Regions from separate parts of the Mus musculus genome. Here region 2 is linked to region 1. A link is a contact called in public promoter capture Hi-C data. All regions are on one chromosome and are shown on one strand. Each heading gives the region's core, a stretch centred on a gene start, on an enhancer-like site or on the middle of the called end of the contact. The rest is flanking DNA. Distances are from core to core; before and after follow the strand shown. Region 1 overlaps Ppp6r2 (protein phosphatase 6, regulatory subunit 2). Region 2 holds the start of Odf3b (outer dense fiber of sperm tails 3B).

What was found. Promoter capture Hi-C pulls out the DNA fragments that hold promoters and counts their contacts.
Region 2: a promoter capture Hi-C map of the HPC-7 cell line shows a contact between it and region 1. The contact joins the promoter of Odf3b here to the enhancer-like site in region 1. A contact is called at or near these places in 10 of 39 promoter capture datasets (the C10 cell line, the HPC-7 cell line, HPC-7-derived erythroid cells and 7 more), 4 of 15 datasets of contacts at CTCF or cohesin (CD8 T cells, the NIH/3T3 cell line, large pre-B cells and 1 more), 20 of 484 Hi-C or Micro-C datasets (B cells, the C2C12 cell line, CD4 T cells and 13 more), 14 of 115 datasets of contacts at active chromatin or transcription factors (the HPC-7 cell line, the SCID.adh cell line, T-cell acute lymphoblastic leukemia and 10 more) and 3 of 9 other capture datasets (adipose tissue, liver and pancreatic islet).

Annotation. Positions count from the first base shown.
Region 1 is chr15:89,238,755-89,241,919 of GRCm38.p6, forward strand. The region is part of intron 1 of Ppp6r2 (protein phosphatase 6, regulatory subunit 2); the gene reads left to right. Among named protein-coding and RNA genes, the nearest start is that of Ppp6r2, 29 kb to the left of the region's middle. Within about 2 kb of position 1,432, at least 54 of the 459 cell types and tissues checked have an H3K27ac peak or open chromatin away from gene starts, as enhancers often do. A contact at or near this core is called in the G1E-ER4 cell line, the HPC-7 cell line, adipose tissue and 5 more, where this site is marked.
Region 2 is chr15:89,377,652-89,380,880 of GRCm38.p6, forward strand. Odf3b (outer dense fiber of sperm tails 3B) reads right to left here and starts at 1,603. Exons shown (of 5, transcript NM_001013022.1): 1 at 1,419-1,603; 2 at 995-1,198; 3 at 684-788; 4 at 449-570; 5 at 1-221. The coding sequence starts at 1,527. The coding sequence ends at 45.

The sequences.
Region 1 (3,165 bases), core at 182-2,681:
TATATGAGACAGCACATTTGGCTCCTGGAGTCTCCATTGAATCTTGGCCTTACCTTTACAGAGTTAAGCATCACTCTCTCCAGGGCCTTTCTTTGGGGATCCAGACCCTACTACACATTGCCTGACCTTCCAGACTTTTCTTTGAAACCAGAATGGAAGCCTCAGTAATTTTATGCCTTAGAGTTTCTATAGCTATGATAGAACACTGTGACCAAACGCAATATGGGGAGGAAAGGTTTTATTTTGTTTACACTTCTGCCTTATAGTTCATCACTGAACACAGGGCAAGAGCCTGGCGGGCGGCAGGAGCTGGTGATATAGAGGATATGGAGTGGTGCTGCTTCTGGCTTGCTCGGCCTGGTTTTTGTTTTTGTTTTTATAGCACTCAGACTACCAGCCCTGAGCATCATATGGGCAGTGCCCAGTCTGCCGCCAGCTTGGTCAGTAGCTGGCACCCCTTGGACCATGGGTGCTTAGACGGCTGAATGTGCGGGAAACACTTTCCTAAGTGCCTGAGCATGAGTCGGATGCCTAGAGCTGTCTTTCAAAAGACATAAAAGCTTTCTGCCTCAACTAAAGTGATAGTGGCCGGTTCCTATTGTCCTGATGCCAAGTACTTGGCTTCTTTCTAAGCACCTCTGCCTTTCCAACAGCCACACTTCCCCAGGCCCCCACTTTCCATGGGGTGCTTTGCTGAGCAAGTGGAAAGCTTTCAGGCCTTTCTTCTGCCGTGGGTCTGCTCATACCCATGCTGTGAGCTTCTCTAGATAGCGCAGCCACTTATATCCATGCTTCAGCCTGAACGCCAGCATGCAGTGAGTTTCCTGTGCTAGATAATCAGCTAATTCATCACTTTTTTAAGATCATGGTTTTGTCTTCTTCAGGTTCCTTTCTGATCCTACTTACTCAACTTAATGGTTTTGTTTTTTTCTGTCTATTTTCAAAGAAACAAACGAAACAAAAAAAACAAACAAATAAACAAACAAAGTCAAGAAATACAATTCCTCCTACAAAACAAAGATAAAAAAATAAACAAGCAAAAGAACAATAAGACAAAAAAAATATTCAAAGCAAAATGAAGCAATAAGTCCACAGGGAAGAGCTAGGGAGGCTGGGATCTGCACCAAGAGACAGAGTCCTCAGTGAGTGGAGACGGCAGGAGGGGGGAGCTCTTGCAGGTAGGCTGCTACAGGACTAAGACTAACCCACACACACACACACCACACCCCTGAAAGATCAGCAGCGGGGATAGACAGGAAGGAGAGTGAAAATTGCCTTTCGTTGTACCAGCCCAGCATGCCACTGGGAATCCCTGGTAAAAAGAGTTTTTGAGGACTGCTGGCTGACACAAAGGAGTGGAGAAGCCAGAAGGGAAAGCTGAATCTGAACCAAGAGGCAGAGGCCTCAGGAAATGAGTAGGGTGGAGGAGCCTCTGCTGAGAGGCTGTGGTAGTATAAAGAGGAAGTCTGGAGAGACAGGAATGAAAGGGCTTGGGAGACCCTGGGCCTGCACCAGAAGCTAGTTGTTCACCTTTAACTTAGCCTTCAAGGAGCTAGAGGGATTGCTCAGTGGTTAGGAATTCTGACTCCTTATCCAGAGGTCCCAGATTCAACTTACAGCACCTACCTGGTGGCTCACAGCCATTTATAAATCCAGTTCCAGGGCATCCAATCCCCAGACACACATTCAGGCAAAACACCCATACATATTAAAAACAAACAAACAAATAAACCCAGCCTCCACACAGTCTCTATTCACTGACAGAATATAGACGAATTTTCCCCCTGCAATGTAATACAAGTGGCCTGTAATCCAGTTCCTAATATAGATGTTGCTTCTATATAGAATTGCTCTTTCTTTCCCACACCCCTGTCAGTATTCTGATCTTCTGAGATCCCAGCAGAATTACATAGAAATCTCATCTTGTAGCATCCTAAAGTCTTTCTAATGTCTTTCTCCAAGCTGTTCCAAATACCTCCAACAATCACATGAGCTCTGGAGTCTTAAGAACCTCATTGTGGCTGGGTGTGGTGGCACACACTTTTAATCCCAGCATGTGGACGGCAGTTAGATCTCTGAGTGTGAGGCCAGCCTGGTCTACTTAGTGAATGTCAGGCCAGCCAAGGCCTCATTGTGATACCCTGTCTCAAAACCAAAACAAAATAACAATAAAACCTTACACTGTGAATCTGGATATGGTGGGGCATGCCTTTAATTCAGCACAGGGAGGCAGTGAAAGAACTTTCTGTAAGGCCACCTTGGTCTACATAGTCACTTCCAGGCCTGCCAGGGCTACATAAACTGTCTTTAAAAAAAAAAAAACTCTCAAAATACAAAGAACCCTATTGTTTAGTCATGACAGTGCCTACTCCCCCCGAATCATTTTAATTTAAATGAGTATTTTGCTTATATGTGTATGTCTGCATGTGTTCATGTGTGCATGTTGAATGACTGTGGTGACCAGAAGAGGGCATCAGGTCCCCTAGAACTGGAGAATTGGATGTGGGAATTAAACCCAGATCCTCTAGAAGAGAATCCAGTGCTTATAACAGTAGAAACACAGTCCCAGCCCGGCTGGTGTGTTGGTTTTACATTTCTGTGACAGAATACCCATATAAACAACTTGAGAGAAGATGATTTTGTTTCATAGGCTGAGCAGTCTTACTCTTTCACAGTGGGGAGACCATGGCAGAGCAGAACAGCTCACGTCATGGGAACCAGGAAGGATAGAAAAGAATGAGGGGAAGGAGGGAAGGAAAGAATAAGACAAAGAAAAAGATAGAAAGCTCTTAGCTAGCCTCTCCTTTTTTCTGCTATTCTTTTTTCAGGCCCTGAGCGTATTAGATGGTATCAACAATACATTCAAGGCAGATCTTTCCACCATAATCAATCATCTCTTGGATGCCTTCAGACACACCCGGAAGTGCTTTATAGCTTCCTAGGTGCTTCTCAGTCCCATCAAGATGACAATCACAATAATGGCTCTTGATTTCTTTTCTTTTCTTTTCTTTTCTTTTCTTTTCTTTTCTTTTCTTTTCTTTTCTTTTTGGTCTGACATTTTCGTTAGTGTGATAACATTGTCAGCTACTTGACAGGATTAGAATCACTTGGGAAATGGCCATGTCTGCAGACTATTCTGATTGCAGTGACTGAGGTGGGAAGGCC
Region 2 (3,229 bases), core at 353-2,852, 140 kb after region 1:
CCATTTCCCTGGGGACTTTGACCCATGCCTTAGACCTCAGTCCCTCATCCCCTGCCCCTTGACCCTCGACTCCAGACCACCTTGTCCACGCTGTAGGATGCAGGTCCTGGCTTCTTGGTGTTCTCTCGGGGTGGCAGAGTCCTCCCCAGCATCGTGAACTGCGGGGCTCGAGTCTTGTAGATCATAGGATTCACTACGTGGTAGGCACAAGGGCCTGGGGTCTAAGGAGGACAGGATGGGTGCTGGGTACAGCCTCTGTTCCTTGTGATCAGCTGATTTTTTTTTTTTTTTCCTCAAGCTAAAATCTCACTATGTACCCCAGGCCGGCTTTGAACTCCTGCCTCAGTTTCCTGAGTGGTGAGGTGCCTGGAGTTCTGCACCACCCCCAACGTCACAGACTCTCTTGACTACTAGGGACTGCATATGCAGCGGGCAGACCCTTCCCCACCTTGCTGAGGTCCTCGAAGCAGCTGCCCACAGGGCTGCGGCTGTAGATGGAGTAAGTTGGGGCTGAGACTTTGCTTATGACTCGTGAGCCCAAGAGCGAAGGCACGGTGTAGGACCCAGGGCCTAAGGAGGAGTCAGCAAGAGGTCCAATGGTCCAATCTCCTTGCCTTTACGGCAGACTGCGGGTTGGGGTATAGGAAGGTCCCTAGTGCTGGATCCAGCCCTTGAGGCCTCACCTGGGGTTTCTTGCTTTGCGAGGATGCCCCAGTTTCGGGGAGCGATGGTATGCCGAGGAGCGCTGGGGTACGTCACATTTCTCGCGCGTTCTGGGTAGTACCTGCCTATGGGATGGACCAAGAGTGTGGGCCAGAACTGGGGTGGGGTAAGTTACGGGAAGCCTAGCCTGGGGTCTTGGCACTAGGGAGAAATGGGAGCCACAGTGAGGATCGGGTTTTTGGGTATGGGTAGGAGGTTCCCGGGGAATTTCCTGGTGGGCGTTCTTGGAGGCAGTTCCACGTTGGGGAGACCCGGGCCCCAGGGTGCTGACCCGGTCCCGGAGTGAGGACAGGCGCCGTGTGGCTTAGGCGACCGTAGATGGAGAAGGCCGGGGAGCCAACTGTGCCGCGCACAGTCATGCGAGCAGGCACCAGGTAACTCGGCCCGGGTCCGCAGGTTGCATGCCGCAAGGGTGGACGCGAGCCGAAGGAGAAGGCGGGGGCTCGCGGCCGAGACGGGTCGTGCAGTTTGTAACCTGGGGGCGCATTCCCGCGTCACCTCCCGCAAGACCCAGAGGCTGCCAGCTCTGTTCCCTCTCCCATTTCACCAACGCAGCTCCCGCACAGAACCTCTAATCTTCTGCCCTCCCTTTTTGCTTCGGGCACAGTTCTCCAGTTCCTTGGCCTCCTGGCACCAGTGTAGACCGCCCACAGTCCCACCTTCCCAGTTTCCTCCCCTGCATCCGCCCTTGCTACCGGTGTTCGTTGGCAGCTTGTATTTTGGCCCCGGGCCTCTGTAGAGCGCCGCGATGGGGCCGCGGGGCCGATGTGGCCGCCAAGTGCCGACCCAGACTTCTGAGCCCATAGCGCTGGTGGGGGCGCTTATGGCTTGCAGCACCTGTGGAAGGAATTCCTAGGAGACACACTTCCCCAGCTCCACTGTGGACCAGCAGGACCGAGGACAAAGCTAACGCGTATCCCAGGGCACCGGAAAACAAACAATAGTTTCCCAGGATGGGAGGCGGGTGCGCTAGGGCAGGAGCGAGCTTCAAAGCCATCCATGGCCGCCTATCCCAGGCGCTTCGGTACCAGTGTTTAAATACAGGCCAAGTTTGAACCCAGACCGTGGAAAGGGAACGTGGAAGGGGAGTTTTGGGGTGCTAGAGGGGTTTTAGAGGTGTTGGGAAAAGAGGCCCTGGGGAGGGCCCTTTTAGGGGCACAGGGTGCTCCGAGGGAAGGCCTGGAGAGGTACTGACCTGCGGTGGTGGTTACCCTCTTGGGGAAGCAAAGCTGGGGAGTTTGATAACCCTCTTGTCAAACTCTCATACCCCATTATGTCCCAGCCGGCTTCCTGGCAACCAGCCCAAGGGCTTGGCCCCACCCTCCGGGGCCTTCAGTACTATCTCCTGCTACTGTGGTCTGCGGAGGAGCTCTGGGGTACATCTCCCGTTACTGCGGGTGCTGGTTGGCCATTAGGCTGGGCCATAAATCTGCAGACAAAGACGCTTTAAGAATAAAGGAATCATACAGAAAGCACTAATTATGTATCCACGTAAGCCCATGTAACATTTGCAAAACTAATGTTTTGGGCCAGAAAAAGAATGCAAATTGATTAGAGAGACTACAGTGCAAGACTTGACCGCATTCCAAAACATTCTCAATTGAACAAATTTTTTTTAAAAGTAAATTAAAAAAACCTTTGGGATCAAAACTCAAACCTTGAGTCGTGAATGATACAAAATACTTCAGAGGAAAACGGAATAGGATGCATCTGAAGTAGAGAAAAATTTATAGCCCTAAGATAACAGTGTCAATGAACATTTTAATGATGTTTAGAATTCATTTTGCAAGCTGAGGGGAAAAAACAGAAAGAAAAAAAAAAAGGAAGAAAATAGAAAGAAAAAAAGAAAGCAGAGTAAACAGGTAGTTCCAGTATTCAGAGCTAGGGCTGGAGGGTCTCAAGTTCAGGACCAGTCTGAAATACACACGGTGATCCTGACTCAACCAAAGCAAAAGAAACGGCAACAAAAGGATAAAAAATAGCAGAAATGATAAGTATCTATTTGCAAAAGCAGGGTCTTTCAGTGGGCTTGATCAAGGTGAAAGTAATAGTCAACAAAAGATCAGATACCAAGCCAGTGTGGTGATGCACAGCTGGTATCTCTCCCTGTTCTCAGGACACAGAGGCAGGTTGGCTGTGAATTCAAGAGCAGGCAAGTCTACATAATGAGTCTTCAGGGTCTCTTATGTATAGAGTCTGCAAACAAGGGTACTTTGCTTTCTATTCCTAAGTGGGCCCGTTTTTTATTTTCTTTTATTGCTATAGCTAAGACTTCAGGAAATATGCTGAGTAAAAATGGAGAAACTAATTATTCTGCCTTGTTCCTGGTTTTCATGAAAATGCTTTTACGTGTTTTTCTCTTTAGTATAATGTTGGCTGTAGGTTTGGCATACTTAGTGTTTATTGTATTAAGATATGTTCCTTCTGTCCCTTTTTCTTCGGGGATTTGATCATAATTAGATTTTGTTGAAGCCTTTTTGGGATCTGTGGAGACAGCCATGTGATT